3 separate regions of the Mus musculus genome follow, and regions 1 and 3 are each linked to region 2. Evidence: chromatin contacts called from public HiChIP or PLAC-seq data. All regions are on one chromosome and are shown on one strand. Each heading gives the region's core, a stretch centred on a gene start, on an enhancer-like site or on the middle of the called end of the contact. The rest is flanking DNA. Distances are from core to core; before and after follow the strand shown.

What was found. HiChIP or PLAC-seq counts read pairs in DNA pulled down with a chosen protein or histone mark.
Region 1: an H3K4me3 HiChIP or PLAC-seq map of bone marrow-derived macrophages shows a contact between it and region 2, with 2.5 times the contacts expected there. The contact joins the enhancer-like site here to the promoter of Gng12 in region 2. A contact is called at or near these places in 9 of 39 promoter capture datasets (the 3T3-L1 cell line, 3T3-L1-derived adipocytes, the HPC-7 cell line and 5 more), 4 of 484 Hi-C or Micro-C datasets (CD4 T cells, Th1 cells, myeloid progenitors and 1 more), 4 of 115 datasets of contacts at active chromatin or transcription factors (bone marrow-derived macrophages, embryonic stem cells and intestinal villus epithelium) and 2 of 9 other capture datasets (adipose tissue and liver).
Region 3: an H3K4me3 HiChIP or PLAC-seq map of bone marrow-derived macrophages shows a contact between it and region 2, with 2.7 times the contacts expected there. The contact joins the enhancer-like site here to the promoter of Gng12 in region 2. A contact is called at or near these places in 12 of 39 promoter capture datasets (the 3T3-L1 cell line, 3T3-L1-derived adipocytes, the HPC-7 cell line and 8 more), 1 of 15 datasets of contacts at CTCF or cohesin (large pre-B cells), 6 of 484 Hi-C or Micro-C datasets (centrocytes, cerebral cortex, embryonic stem cells and 3 more), 15 of 115 datasets of contacts at active chromatin or transcription factors (the NIH/3T3 cell line, T-cell acute lymphoblastic leukemia, bone marrow-derived macrophages and 8 more) and 3 of 9 other capture datasets (adipose tissue, embryonic stem cells and liver).

The regions. Positions count from the first base shown.
Region 1 is chr6:67,054,158-67,058,341 of GRCm38.p6, forward strand. All of the region lies in intron 1 of E230016M11Rik (RIKEN cDNA E230016M11 gene), which reads left to right. Among named protein-coding and RNA genes, the nearest start is that of Gadd45a, 19 kb to the left of the region's middle. Within about 2 kb of position 2,139, at least 83 of the 459 cell types and tissues checked have an H3K27ac peak or open chromatin away from gene starts, as enhancers often do. A contact at or near this core is called in bone marrow-derived macrophages, hematopoietic stem and progenitor cells, intestinal villus epithelium and 2 more, where this site is marked.
Region 2 is chr6:66,893,963-66,898,468 of GRCm38.p6, forward strand. Gng12 (guanine nucleotide binding protein (G protein), gamma 12) reads left to right here and starts at 2,435. Exons shown (of 5, transcript NM_025278.5): 1 at 2,435-2,565. It overlaps 4930597O21Rik (a long non-coding RNA gene), which reads right to left. Exons shown (of 3, transcript XR_003956381.1): 2 at 2,083-3,055; 3 at 682-1,198.
Region 3 is chr6:67,126,226-67,130,720 of GRCm38.p6, forward strand. No RefSeq gene overlaps it. Among named protein-coding and RNA genes, the nearest start is that of A430010J10Rik, 29 kb to the right of the region's middle. Within about 2 kb of position 3,121, at least 79 of the 459 cell types and tissues checked have an H3K27ac peak or open chromatin away from gene starts, as enhancers often do. A contact at or near this core is called in T-cell acute lymphoblastic leukemia, bone marrow-derived macrophages, cerebral cortex and 5 more, where this site is marked.

The DNA of each region.
Region 1 (4,184 bases), core at 889-3,388, 160 kb after region 2:
CTCAAAGTGCCACGTGCATGTAGTCTTTATATTTTTGTGGAAGGGATGTTAGGAGGACAGGATGGGCCAAAAAACAAGGTCTTAGAATTCTAATTTCTTAGCAGAAGGAGCTTCTCAGGCTGTGTGTGTGAGGCCCACTGTACCAATTTCTCTTACTCCTGCATACTCTCCCTTGCCTTTCCCAATATTTCCTTTGTGACATTTGTGTTGATTGGTTGTCTTTGTGTGCGATCCTATTTCTGTGACTTGGGAAAATTTCTTCGACATAACCATTCTCAGCTTAAGGACCTTTGGTGCACTGCATCGGTGTGGACTCAGCTTAAGTACCTTGGGTGCATGGCATCAGTGTTGGCGGACTTGATGTCTTACACATTGATAGTTCCCCAGTGTTACCATCACACATGGTTTTGGATCTACTGCTGAGATCTCATACTCAAAAACTCACTCTAGGGCATAGTTAGCCTCCATTGGTAGACTGCACATACTCTCACATGGGTCTCTTTCCCAATCTGCAGGGACATGACATCTATTTCTTTAGGGATTATGGAACTGTTTAGATGGATTATCTGATGGTATTTGGTATCTGTCTAGAAAATTGTCCATTTCGTCCAGATTTTCCAGTTTTGTTGAATATTGGCTTTTGTAGTAGGATCTGATGATTTTTTTGAATTTCCTCATTTTCTGTTGTTATATCTCCATTTTCATTTCTGATTTTATTAATTTGGATATTGTTTCTGTGCCCTCTGGTTGGTCTGGCTAAGGGTTTATCTATCTTGTTGATTTTCTCAAAGAACAGCTCCTGGCTTTCTTGATCCTTTGTATTGTTCTTTTTGCATCTACTTGGTTGATTTTAGCCCTGACTTTGATTATTTCCTGCCATCTACTCCTCTTGGGTGTGGGACATGACATCTATGAGAGATGGTCATTTGTTCCACTGAGGTTTAAGTATACATCCTCACATACAGTAATTATTAAGGGAAATAGTGTGTCTGAATCTGCACAGATCATCCCCACAATGATAAAAGCACTTCAATACATAGATTATACATGTGTTGTTTGATACTTTCAAGATGATGAGATTCATATATCTATGAATAAAATAAATAATCTACTCTAATAATTTATACCCATGAGTAAATATACATGTTTATACAAATCACTTAGTATCGGTCCAACATTCATCCCTGTACTCACACACTGCTATTAAGTACCTACTGTATACAGGCAAGTGTACCAGGTGCTATGCCTATAGTGAGGAAAAAGACAGAGTTTCAAAGGAGATGATGTTGGAGAAAAAAAAATCAGGATTAATTGTTTGATTTTTAATTGTGGAAAGACATAATACATAACACTGGAAGTTGTTATGAGAGTCAGAGCCAGGGTTCAATCAGGTAGTTTGGTCAAGGTTGAGGGAGACTCCTGAGGAAGTTACTGAAGCACTAAGAAACCGAACACAGTTTGTAGAAAGGGAAAGAGGAGAGTGCTTTGCTACTCATAGGATGGAAATGGTGTGTCTCTAGACCTGACCTAGGGGAGTCAGATTCAGGCTTTAGAAACTTAATGAGGTCCTAAAGTAGGGACCACTTAGCAATAGGGAAGAAAACCACCCGTACTTTAGAAGCTAACCAACCAATTGACATTGGTGACAGCATAATAAAGATATTAAACATTTCCCTTACAAAGTATACACAGGCTATCTATCCAGGTGTCCAGCTTTATGGGTGGTCTCACTGAGCACAGCTGCTTTACACATCTGTGAGTTCATTTGTTCTTCTAACCTTACAACACAGCTCTACACTCCATTTTAGACCAAGTAAAGTACAAGTTAAATAACTCATCTGACACTGTACCTGTGACCTCGCCCAACTGAGGTGAAAGGTCAAGATCATTCTGCCATATTCAGCAGCCCAGTTATTAGCTCATTATCTAAAGAATTCTTCCCTATTGAAGGACAGGTAAAATATTAAATGTGTGGCTGGGTTGTAGCTCAGTGATAGGATTTCTGCACAGCACACTCAAGATCCCAGGCACTAACACTAACAGAATGGCAAACATTAAATTTACAGTGTGATGATTATCTCTGGAAACAGGAAGTGAGCTGTAGAGTTACCCGCCCCTCTTGTTTTGAAAGATTACTTCATACAGACAGTTATGAATTCTGCGCAGATACCTTGACGGTTTCAATGTGTGAGTTGACGTCCTAGGTCCTAAAGTTTCTCAGCAAAGAAGTAAAAGGGAAGTCAGAACAGGCAGTTCACACGAATGAACTGAAGCATGAAAAACCAAACAGAAGAGCACAACTAGAGGGTTAAATAGAAGGACTTTAGCTGTGGGAACGACTCTGAGCCTTCTGCAGGTTTGGCGTTTGTGCTCCGTGTCAGTGGGTCGATATGCCAAAGCTCTGATGCGTACATGTAACTCTTCCTTTGTAGATCAGATGAAACGGGGTTCGTACACTGGAAAGAATGCAGGAAGCTTCCAGAGAATAGTTTGGTAGCTGAGAAATCTCATCGGAAGGGTGTAAGGATCGGTTCTATCTCATGGGGAACTCCAGTGACACCCAGAGGCTATTTGGAAGGAAACCAATGATAAATAAATAGGTTCTTCACCCACTTGTGCAAGTTACAGAAATGGAGATCTGCACAACAGCTTCATTTCTTGCATTTGTGCCTTCTCTACGATGGGCTTCCCTAATAAAAATTATAAGATGGTGTTAAATAACTAGAACAGACCAAAGCAAAAATGGTGTTCTTTTATCTTGAACTTTATAACCACTGCCAGCCCTCACCCATGTTTCTTTCCAGTGAGTGCTTTGTGTACCTTAAGGTTTAACTCTGCAAGTCATCTTCCTAGTCTTTCTCAGCACTACTGTTCTTGGATATCCCTGGTACAAAGGCCAAGTTCAAGGCTGGAGCCTCTCTGGCCCATACAATCTCAACTATTGCTGAGCTAGCCAGGGCTTCCTCCCTTATCCTCCCATGTGCCTCTGACAGGACTACCAGAAGAGTCTTTTTACAAACTAATCCAATCAACTTACATCATTGCTAAGAAGCCTTCTGTGGCTTCTTATTAGTTATGGGATAGATTCCAGCCTCCTTACATGATCTCGCCTCCACTGACCTTGCCAGTATCATTTCCTGCCTCATAAAGTACTGCTGAGGTACTTCTTGTTCCAGCAATTCTGAAGCATTTATGGTATCTATCAAGTCTGCCTTTATCCGCGTGACACCTGTTCAGTTGCACAAAACTTGGAAGCACTTCCTGTTTGATTTAGCAGCCTGCTATAATTGTTATGAAATTGTTAAGAATGTGTGTCCACAGCTTCATTTGTGTTGGGCTCAACAATGTAGGTTGCTGGCACCAGAACACAAAACATGTTGTTTCATTCCTCTATGCTGCTTGCCTAGCAAGTCTCTCCCTCCACTCCGATCAGAATGCTCTTTCTCTAAAGCCCAGTTAGAACCGTGCCTCTTCGAGAAGGCAGATCTGAAAGTGTGCACTTCCACCTCTTGCATCCATGGCTCCCCCGTTCTGTTTTGCCCCTTTATGTTGCCCATACACCTAACATAACCCAGTGTGGTGATTAGGCTGCCACCTGCCTGTCTCCTTTAATGAGACTTTGAACTCCTTAGGGACAGGGTTCATGCAAGGCCTAGGCAGTAGAGTACCATGGTTAAGAACTGTAGAAAATGACTGCCTGACTGGCCATGATCCTGGAGAAGCCACTCGATCTCTCTGTTTCTTTAGTGGTAGGAACATAATCAAAGAATCTACCTGGAATGGGTAATTGCTTCCAAATTTAAAAAAAGGAAAAAGGAAAAAGAAAAAGGCTCAGCATTTAGTGGGTGGCATATAACTACTACCTATTCCGGGACACTGTTCTCTTTATGTTCCTTTAACCTACTACAACCTACAGCCAACAGACATTTATTCCTCATGAGCTAAATATGCACTGTGTGCCAGGCTCTGTGTTGGCTTCCTAGGCTGCAAAGTAAAGAAAGTCACAACTTCTGTCCTTGAAGGGTTGACGTTTATCAGGGAGAAGAACGCGCAGTCGAGAAACATGGTCCAGTGTGATAAATGCTAAGTGCAGAAGATTTTAGAACGCAGGGCAGGGCATTCAAATCACCCCAGGGAGAGGAAACTCAACTGGAGTTGTATAGAATGAGTAAGAGTTGGCTAAC
Region 2 (4,506 bases), core at 1,185-3,684:
TATTAAGAGAAACTGATGGAGTTGGGCATATACTTACTATGTACAGGTTTAAAAAAAAAGATATATATATTATATACCTTGTAAATATACTACTACATACATGTATTTGTATGTATGTATGTTTGCATGTATATACGTATGCATGCAATAGGAAGCACAGCCACGTGGAGATGGAATGTGAGTCATCAAAGTTCAGGAAGCGGGTCCAGAATCATGGTTAAAAGCATAATCTGTTTAAGCAACCTGCACTTAAAACCTATCTCTTCAGTTTCATTGGGTTAACTTTGCTGTGCCTACATGCTAGGGTTGCTAGGAGAATGAAAAGATTTAATACATGTAAGACTCTTAAAGCAACATCTGCCGCACAGGAAGTACGGGTTAAATGTTACCTTTTACCGTTTTGCCTTTTGGCTACTATGATCAGAACCTCCCAACCCTCTGTAGTACAGCTGTCCCTCAGTGCCCACAGGGGATTGGTTCCAGGGCTGTCCTTCATTCATATACTAAAATCCAAGGATAGAAAACTCTCATACAAATGACATAGTATTTGCATATAACTTACCTACATTTTGCATATGATAATGCTTTAGTTATTCCTAGATTGTTAATTATCTAGTCCTGTACAATGTAAATATTAGTTTTGTTATACTGCATTATAAATGAAATAAAGACAAAGAATATACTTATTTATGACAGACTCAATTTTATTTTCAAATACTTTCAATCTGTAGTTGAATTTGAGGATGCAGACCCCTGTGGGTATAAATGATTAACTGTATTTTATTGTTAATTTGTTGCAGGCTGACATTTTAGTACAGAAAAGAAATAAAAAATGAATAATGTGTGAGGGGAGATAAAATAAAAGACCATATTTCAAACAACTTGATGCAATAGACAATTTCTGCACAAGTTTGTACATGATACTGGATTTCTGTTCTCTCCATATGCAGATAACTGTTTAAAGACTAATCGGTGGATACAATTTGAGAAGCCAGACATTCTTCAACGAGCCACTTTGCTTGTTTTTGCCACAGATTAGTGAGAGAAAAATTAAAAGTACATGAAGTACTTAACTGGGCTATATAATGATCCAGAGGTGGAAATCACAACCATAATAGTCCATTCTTGTGTCTGGCCATTCTGTTTAGGGTGCATCTTCAAACTGTCACGATCTGAATCAGCCAAGTGTTTCCTAACACTGTAGAAAGTAGGAAATAAAAGGCAGGCTGTGGTTTGTACCTCAACAAGAACATCCTCTGGAGGCTGCTCAGACCACACTGGCCAAGCAAGGCATTCTTGAGTAAGAGTGCAAACAGGAGTGAATTTAAAGCCTTCAGTGGGATTCAGTACCTAGATCCCAGCATCCCCAAGACCCACTCAACAGTGCATCCTCATCCAATGCTAGTACTTATTTATTTCTGTTTGATCTTTTAAATAATATATTTTATTTATTCTTTGACAATTTCATACAGGTATCCTGATCACACCCAACTTCCCCTCCTACTCTGCCACCCCCAACCCCCAACATGTTTCCCTCCCACCGTCCTTCCTTCCCCTTCCTTCCTTCCTTCCTTCCTTCCTTCCTTCCTTCCTTCCTTCCTTCCTTCCTTCCTTCCTTCCTTCCCTCCCTCCCTCCCTCCCTCCCTCCCTCCCTCCCTCCCTCCCTCCCTCCCTTCCTTGGCACTGAGTCCAATTACTGACCCCTGCTCTCACCCAATAGTAGCATCATTTTAAAAAGAGATCACGATGATTATTAGTGACTCACACCTTGGAGTACTCTAGCCAACTGCTGAGTGTTACCATTTCTGTACATCCATCTCTACAGGACTTAAGCAAGTCCCCCTCAGGTTGATGGTATCTCCTATCACATTTAGCATAATGCTTGACCCCACACAACAGGTGCTTCGTTTTGTTGAATGGCTGTAAGCAGCTTTTGTGGAAGCAAAACTAGCCCTTCAACCTGCCAAACTCTAAATGCTTACAAAACAAAACAAAACAAAACAAAACAAAAAAACAACCTGTCCAATTAATTTATTATGCAGTACTCTGTCCGGTCTGGGACATTCAATAATCTGGCTTTACCTCCATTTCTGGGAAACAACCTCCCTGTTGCCCCAGAGTCCTTTAAATATGACGGTGGCCGTTTCCTCAGACCTTTCTGGATCAGAGCCCCACTTTTGTGTGGGGTTTGGCAGAGCTCATCTTCGCAGCCTGGGGACTGCGGTGTGTGGTCCTGGTGGTGATGTATGGTGGTGGCCTCGCGTGGTTGCCCGGGCCCACCGCACCGCAGCGAGCTGCACCAACCCAGCCGCGGGCACGCGTGTCCTGACCCCCGACGGCCGCAGTTGGGCGCGGCGACCACGTCCCATGCCCGTGGGCCAGAGCGGAGGGGGTGGCGGCGACAGCCCCGCCCACCGGGCCGTGCGCCCCGCCCACGCGCGAGGGGAGGAGCTGGAGCGGAGTAGGGAGGAGAGGTCGGGCGGTCCCGGGAGCGCGGAGAGCCGGACTCCCAGGCGGCGGCAGCAGCGGCGGCGGCGGCGACGACGGCGAAGAGTGAGTGCCAAGGTAGCGCCGGGACCGGACGGGGCGGGGCGGTCGCCGCTACTTCGGGGCCGCCTGTGGGTCCCGCGGGCTGGCAGCGGGCTGGAGCTAGGGAGCGGAGGAAGGAAGCGCGTGCTGCGGGCGCTCTGGGCCGCGGAAGGGGAGTGGGAGCGAGGCCAGCCGGGGCCCACAGACGCGAGAGCCCGCTGGGGCGCGAGTGGCCCCTGAGGCTGGGTCTCCGTAGCTGCCTCGCTCGGCCTCGCCCCGCCGGAGGAAGGCCCGGGAAAAGCCGCCAGGTCGCGGTGGTGCGGGAGGAGCCGGTCGGAGCCGCCACGCACGCCCCTCCTCCGATCTCTAGACGCGCGTGGGTTGGCAGCCTCGGTACTGGGTCTTCACAGGGGGGTGGCGGCGGGTAAGGAGCTGATCGTGGAGAGAATTCGGGTGACACTTCACGAGGGACCCTGCGGCGGTGACTGGAACAGGAAGGTCGGAGTTCAAACTTGAGCCTTGTGTGCTTTTTTTATATTTTTTTTTAAATGTAGCGCCTGAAGCTTAGCCCGTGGGTTTAAAAAACTCCTCTTTATTTTAGTTAGGGCCTGTCAATTAAACTTCATTTTAAGACGCCATTGCTAGTGTCTCCTGACACTCGTTTATCCTTTTAAGTCTGTGGATGCCTTGTAAACTTGACTTAACTTTCACAAAGGGAGCCGTGATTCTTGTTAAACTTTAAGCAACTGGAAATCAGCTGGAAGGATCTGCCGAGGCCTGTGGTCTCGTGGTCCTCCTGTGCGGGCGTGGCTGTGCACAAACAAGTGGGTAGGAAAGGACGCAGCCCCACGCTTGAGCTGGAGGGGAGATCTGTGCCCATGTGCCAGGGCACGTTTAAACGCAGCTCCAAGTGGAAACACTGGGGATGTCTTAGGCCTTGTTGGACGGACTTCACATGATTCGTCTCATTCCGGTCAGTTATTTCCTCTCCCCACTGCTCTTTAGACACTGTTTATATTTCCTGGGGCGATCGTAGCGTCTCCTGAATAGATTGTCTATAATGAATCTTTTGGATGTTGTCAGAGCCAGGCTCTGTGTCTGTGTGTTCTCAATGTTTAAAGCAATAGCTTGGCTGTGTTTTGAGAGTGCTGGTCACCCTGCTGCACCATTGCTTGGCACTTCAAACCATGGATGTAAATTACCTCCGGATTCCAGCCCTTCCCCAGGGAAGCTGGGAAAGCAGTCACTGGAGAACAGTAAGGTTAAATTTACTATGATCAAGCAGTCACTTTCAAGAAAGGAGGGCCACCCTCCCCTTTTAGAACAAAAATGTATATGTCAGCAGGGTCATTTTCCAATAAATAAGCATATGGTCCTCACATATTTTTATATTTTCTCTATATTTTGTCTGTTTCGTACACGTGTACCCCCTTACCCTCTCTTTCAAGCCCCTCCCACTGATCACCTCTTTCCTCCCCACCACATTTTAAAAAGCAATCAATTGTAGATTGCTAAGTGGGCGTTTAGATAAAATATTCAGATCCTTTGCCTCTCTTAACAGTCAGCCAGCACCATAAAGTCCTGGGTGAAGTCCAGTGAATGCTGAACACTAAGTACAATGCAGCTGGATTGAGCACAAGCACGTTACTGTGTAGAACCCAGCACAGTGTGCAGCTCTTAGATTTGTATAGAACCCTATAAGAATAAGGATCTGTGCTTCTCAGGAGACGACAAGTGTGGTATACAGAGGAGGTGCAGAAAGCTCTGAGCTTATTTGAAAGACAAATCTCTTGACAGTTGGGTTGCTGTTGTCATAGGTTACAGAACACACATGGCGTTCAGGTGATGAGAGCAAAGGGCCCCACAGTAAAAAAAAAAATTTTTCAGAAAAAAGTTAGCTAATGCCCAATAATTTTTATTCCAAACCTCTCTCTAGTAGGAAAAAAAAGTCAGAACGATCTCACTTACTACGCTGTG
Region 3 (4,495 bases), core at 1,871-4,370, 230 kb after region 2:
CCCAGGTCTGCCATTGTTCTCGGCCAGTACGATGCTGCATCTGGGTGCCTCCAGGAACAGGGATGAAAACAAAACATTCTTTTTTAACCCAGGGGTTTTTGTTTTGTTTTGTTTTGTTTTGTTTTGTTTTTCTGGTGGCAGTTTTTTTTTTCAGTCACCCAGCTATGACAGGAGCACCCCAGTTCAAGTGACCATGAGAGGGGCATCCTTGCAGACTAGATCTGCTGCCTCTCAGCTTATTCACCTAACACAGAACCTTGAGGCTGTCTTGAAGCTCTAATCGTTAGCGCTGCAGTTTCAGGCCAGTTAAACTATGGAGGATAACCACTGGGACTCTGCCATGCTGAAGCTAAGGGACCGAGTGACATGTAACTCAAACAGCCTCTTGAGAATGTGAAGCCCCATCAGCCTGTGGTCTAGCAATAAACCCCTGATCTAAGAGCTTCATACAAAGAGCGGCCTTTCATTTACAGCCTAGCATGAAAACACACGAGTGAAGTAAAACAAGTCGCTCTCTAGGATTCAGAAGCAAATCCCCAGCATAGGTACTCAGCAGCAGGCCACTGAGAGTGACGCTGCTGCGGAAGGCCATGTACGTGATCTGCCATGGAGTATGCACGGGAGCTTGGCACTAGCAGAGAGGGAGAAAGGAAAGGCCTGGAACTGGGCTGTACAAAACAACAGCTTCAGGCTGCACAGATGACTCAGGGGACGGGAACACTGGGCATTCTTGCAGACAACCTACATGGTAGGCACAGGCATGCATCACTCCAGTCCCAAAGGATCTGGTGCTCTCTCCTGACTTCCGGGAACAGTGGGTTTGTACGTGGTACACATATATCCTTGCAGGCAAAATATTCATACGCTTCAAAATTCAACTTAAGTTTTAGATATGCAGTCACACGTTGTCTGTTTAAGGTTCATGGGAATTATAATTTCAACTGATTGGGTTCATTCATTTGTTTAAATTTAAATTTTAAAAGTTATATTAGGGCTGGTGAAATGACTAAGTAGATAGAGTACTTGCCACAGAGTCATGAGGACCTCAGTTTGATCCAGGCACCTGCACAAAAGCCAAGTGCAATGACAGTGCCTGCAATCCTGGCACTGAGGGAAGAGACAGGCACATACTCCTGTCTCTATGGTCAGCTTCTCTAGTCAGTCAGCAAGCTCCCTAGGTTAAAGAAGAAAGCCTGTCCCAAAAAGCAACATGGAGTGTTGTTGAGAACAACCTTATATTCACCGCTGGCCTCTACATGTGCATGTGTGTACGAATATGATATGCATGAGTGTGAATGTACATGCATGTGCAAGCATACATGTGTGAACACACACAGAGACAGACAGACAGACAGAACTGGGCACGGTAGCAGAAACCTGAATTCCCAGCACTTGAAAGATACAGACAGGTGTCCAAACCCACCTCCAACTACATAACAAGTTAGATGCCAGCCTGGGCTACAGGAGACCCCATCAACAGCAACAATAGTAATAGAAATAAAATCTGAGAGTCGGGCATAGTGGTGCCTATCATCCCACCACTGGGGAGGTCGAGGCAAGAAGATCATGAATTTGAGGACAGTAAGATCCTGTCTCAGCAAAAAGAGAGATGACTCAGCTTTCCAGTTTCAGGATGCAGATGTAAACCATCCCGCCCATCATTAGTGGGCTTAACTATGTTGATTGGGAAGATACAAAGGACAGAGAATGAAATCTGCACTCTGGGACTTCCATCTCAGCTGAAGGCCAACTCCGCCTCCTGCTCCTGCTCAGAGCTTAGCCTTGGCAGTAATCTATCACACCATCTCTCCACTCAAACCTCAGCTGAGCCACTCAGTAGCTTAGTTCTAGGTCTTCATAATCAAAAAGGCCCCAAGGAAGATGTGTCTCCTGACAGAAACTAATGGGAAATTTTCATGAACACTGCAATTTATCAAGTGGTTGCAAGGTATATCTCAGCTCTATAAGTACATGTTCTTATTTAGTATTTTTAGGAACCTGGTTATATGGACTTTTTTAGTATGTTTGACAGACAAGGGAACCAAGAGAGCAAAGCTAAGCGAGTTATCTAAGGTCAAGTTATCCAGAGCTGGTGGCTGGTCAGGTAGACAAATGACCTTCAGCTTTCTATGACTGATGTGTGGGAACATGGTACTGATCTGGGAAGGGGATATCCCACACCCTCTTCTGCTATACATTAGGTGTCAACTCAAATATGAAACTTCTTCAGGGATCTCTCTGGCTTCTGGAACGCCTTCTATGAGCTGGTTTGGCTCTGCTTGGTCATTTTTCTCCTCTTTGATGAGGAAGTTTGAGAGGCCATAACGCTCTCAGCTCAGGCTGGCCTTGCTTAGAGACACCCCTCTCGTTTGAACTTTATGCCCCCTGAACTCAGGGTCCTGCCAGCAAAATTCCCTCATGGTAGAACTTTGGTTAGAGAGCCTAAGTCATGTGCTCATTGGCACTGGAGGCCAAGTCTGTGTGGGTGTTGGGGGGCAGGGAGTCTCAGCCCATACTTCTCTGCTGAACTTCCCTTCCCTCTTTGGCTTGGCAGCAGCTTTTAAGGACATGAGACCAATCCAAGAATTCCTTGTCAACATCACTCCTTTCACCGGAACCACAAATTCATTCCAGTGGGACCCAGCTTTACCTCCGGGCAGACATCAGAAACAACTCCTCTTTACTTCAAAACTGCCACCCTCTCCTGAGAGCCACCCACTTCCACACCTCTTTCTCCCTGCTGAGGAAGAAAATAAGGGCCGGGCTGTCGGAAGTATGGTTGGCAGAGGAGGCCCCAGTCCTGCCAGGCTGTGGGGGGTTCTTCACACCCAGCTGTTGATTTTGCCTTTCTTGTGGTTCCAAGGCTCCTTCCTGCCTCCTTTCTTCTTCCAGAACCAGCTGGATGAGTAGGTGTGGCCTTCCCCAACCGGATCCCTGAGCCACAGTTGCCCTGTGCTGGCGTTCAGGGAAAGGACCATTTTGCAAAAGTGTCTGTTGCATCCCAAACGCTCTTCCTGCCTGTGAGCAAAGCCCACGAGGCATCTGCAGCCTCTGGGGCTCTTCTCACTTCTTGGCTGCTTCAACGGCGGAGGAAACCAGCAGGGGGTCAGAATGAAGGAGGCAGGAAGAAAGTGATCAGCTCTTAGCTGACATTAAAAGCGGAACCTACCAGGAGAGCAGTGATGGTTACCACACTCGGGGATCACTGAATGAGAAGAGGAAAGCCAAGGCGGATCGGCACCCTTCCCTTTGCTCTGCCGGCTTGGCTTCAGAGCACCCCCTTTCCTCCAGGAAGATCTTGATATGAGATGCTTCCTCTTCGGTGTCCTCAAACACCTTGTAGCTCTCTTTGGTGGTTCTAACCATCTCAAAAATGCCTCACTTCTCCCTTTTCTTCCTACTGATATTCTTTTGCCTACTCTTGTTTCTCAAACCCACAGCGCATGTACATGTGGATGCTAAGCCAGACCCGAGCCTAAATGATACCAAACTTCATCTTGAAATACCAATGGGGACGAGAGGGCAGCAGGATTATTGCCGCACAGAACAAATCTGAGGCTCCAAGCCAAGGACAGATTGTGGTTAGGAGTGAGTCCTGAGCGTGGACCCAGACTCAGCACACATGAGCTGTGTGTGCCTGGGCGAGTTCCATCTGCCCATGTTTCTGTCTCCTCACTATAAACAGGGTGACTCAGTCGCTCCCTTTTAGTATTTGTGAGAAATAGGTGAGTTAACACAGGCTAACGATCCGTTATCCAATATGCTTGAACCAGAAGGGAGTTGAGAGTTTCCAGAATCGACAATACCTGCAAAGATTATAAATGTTGAACATCCCTTACCTAAAACCCATTAAATCTGAATTGTTATAAATCCAAAAGGTTTTTGGGTGTCATGTCTATACTAAAACCTTTGAATTGTGAGCATTATTATTCCTACATATTTCATCTTACTGGCTTCCTTCCTTGATGCTAGGCCCAGTCTTGTCTCAAGGCCTGATATATCTTTGTCCCTTGGCTGGCCTACATTTCCCCGATCAGCCCACGTGGTTTTTGCTCACCTTCATTTAGGTCTTCACTAAACTGCTGTTTCCTTCCCTCCAGACCCTTACCCATTTCAGGATTCATCTCAAAGCATGGATACAGCATGGGTCTGTCCCTTTACTAAGTTTTGTTTGTCACCTTTAAATATCACCTGCATGAAAATGAGGACCTTGTTTTGTACCTGTATCATTCCTAGTGCCTAGTAAAATGTCTCCCATGTAATAGATGTGTAAATGAAGGGATGCTTAGATAGATGGCTCCACAGATCTCTTAGGGGAAGGCTTCTGGGCCCATTTCCAGCAGCCTTCCATTCCTCAAACCCCGTGTCACACTCCGTTAAGCGTACCCCCTCCTCCAACTCCTTCTCTATACCCAAGCTTGCCCTCTGGCCCTTCCCTCTCCATTGACCCAGTTTGACACAGCCATTCCCAGTCTCTGGGGGCTTCTGGCATGAG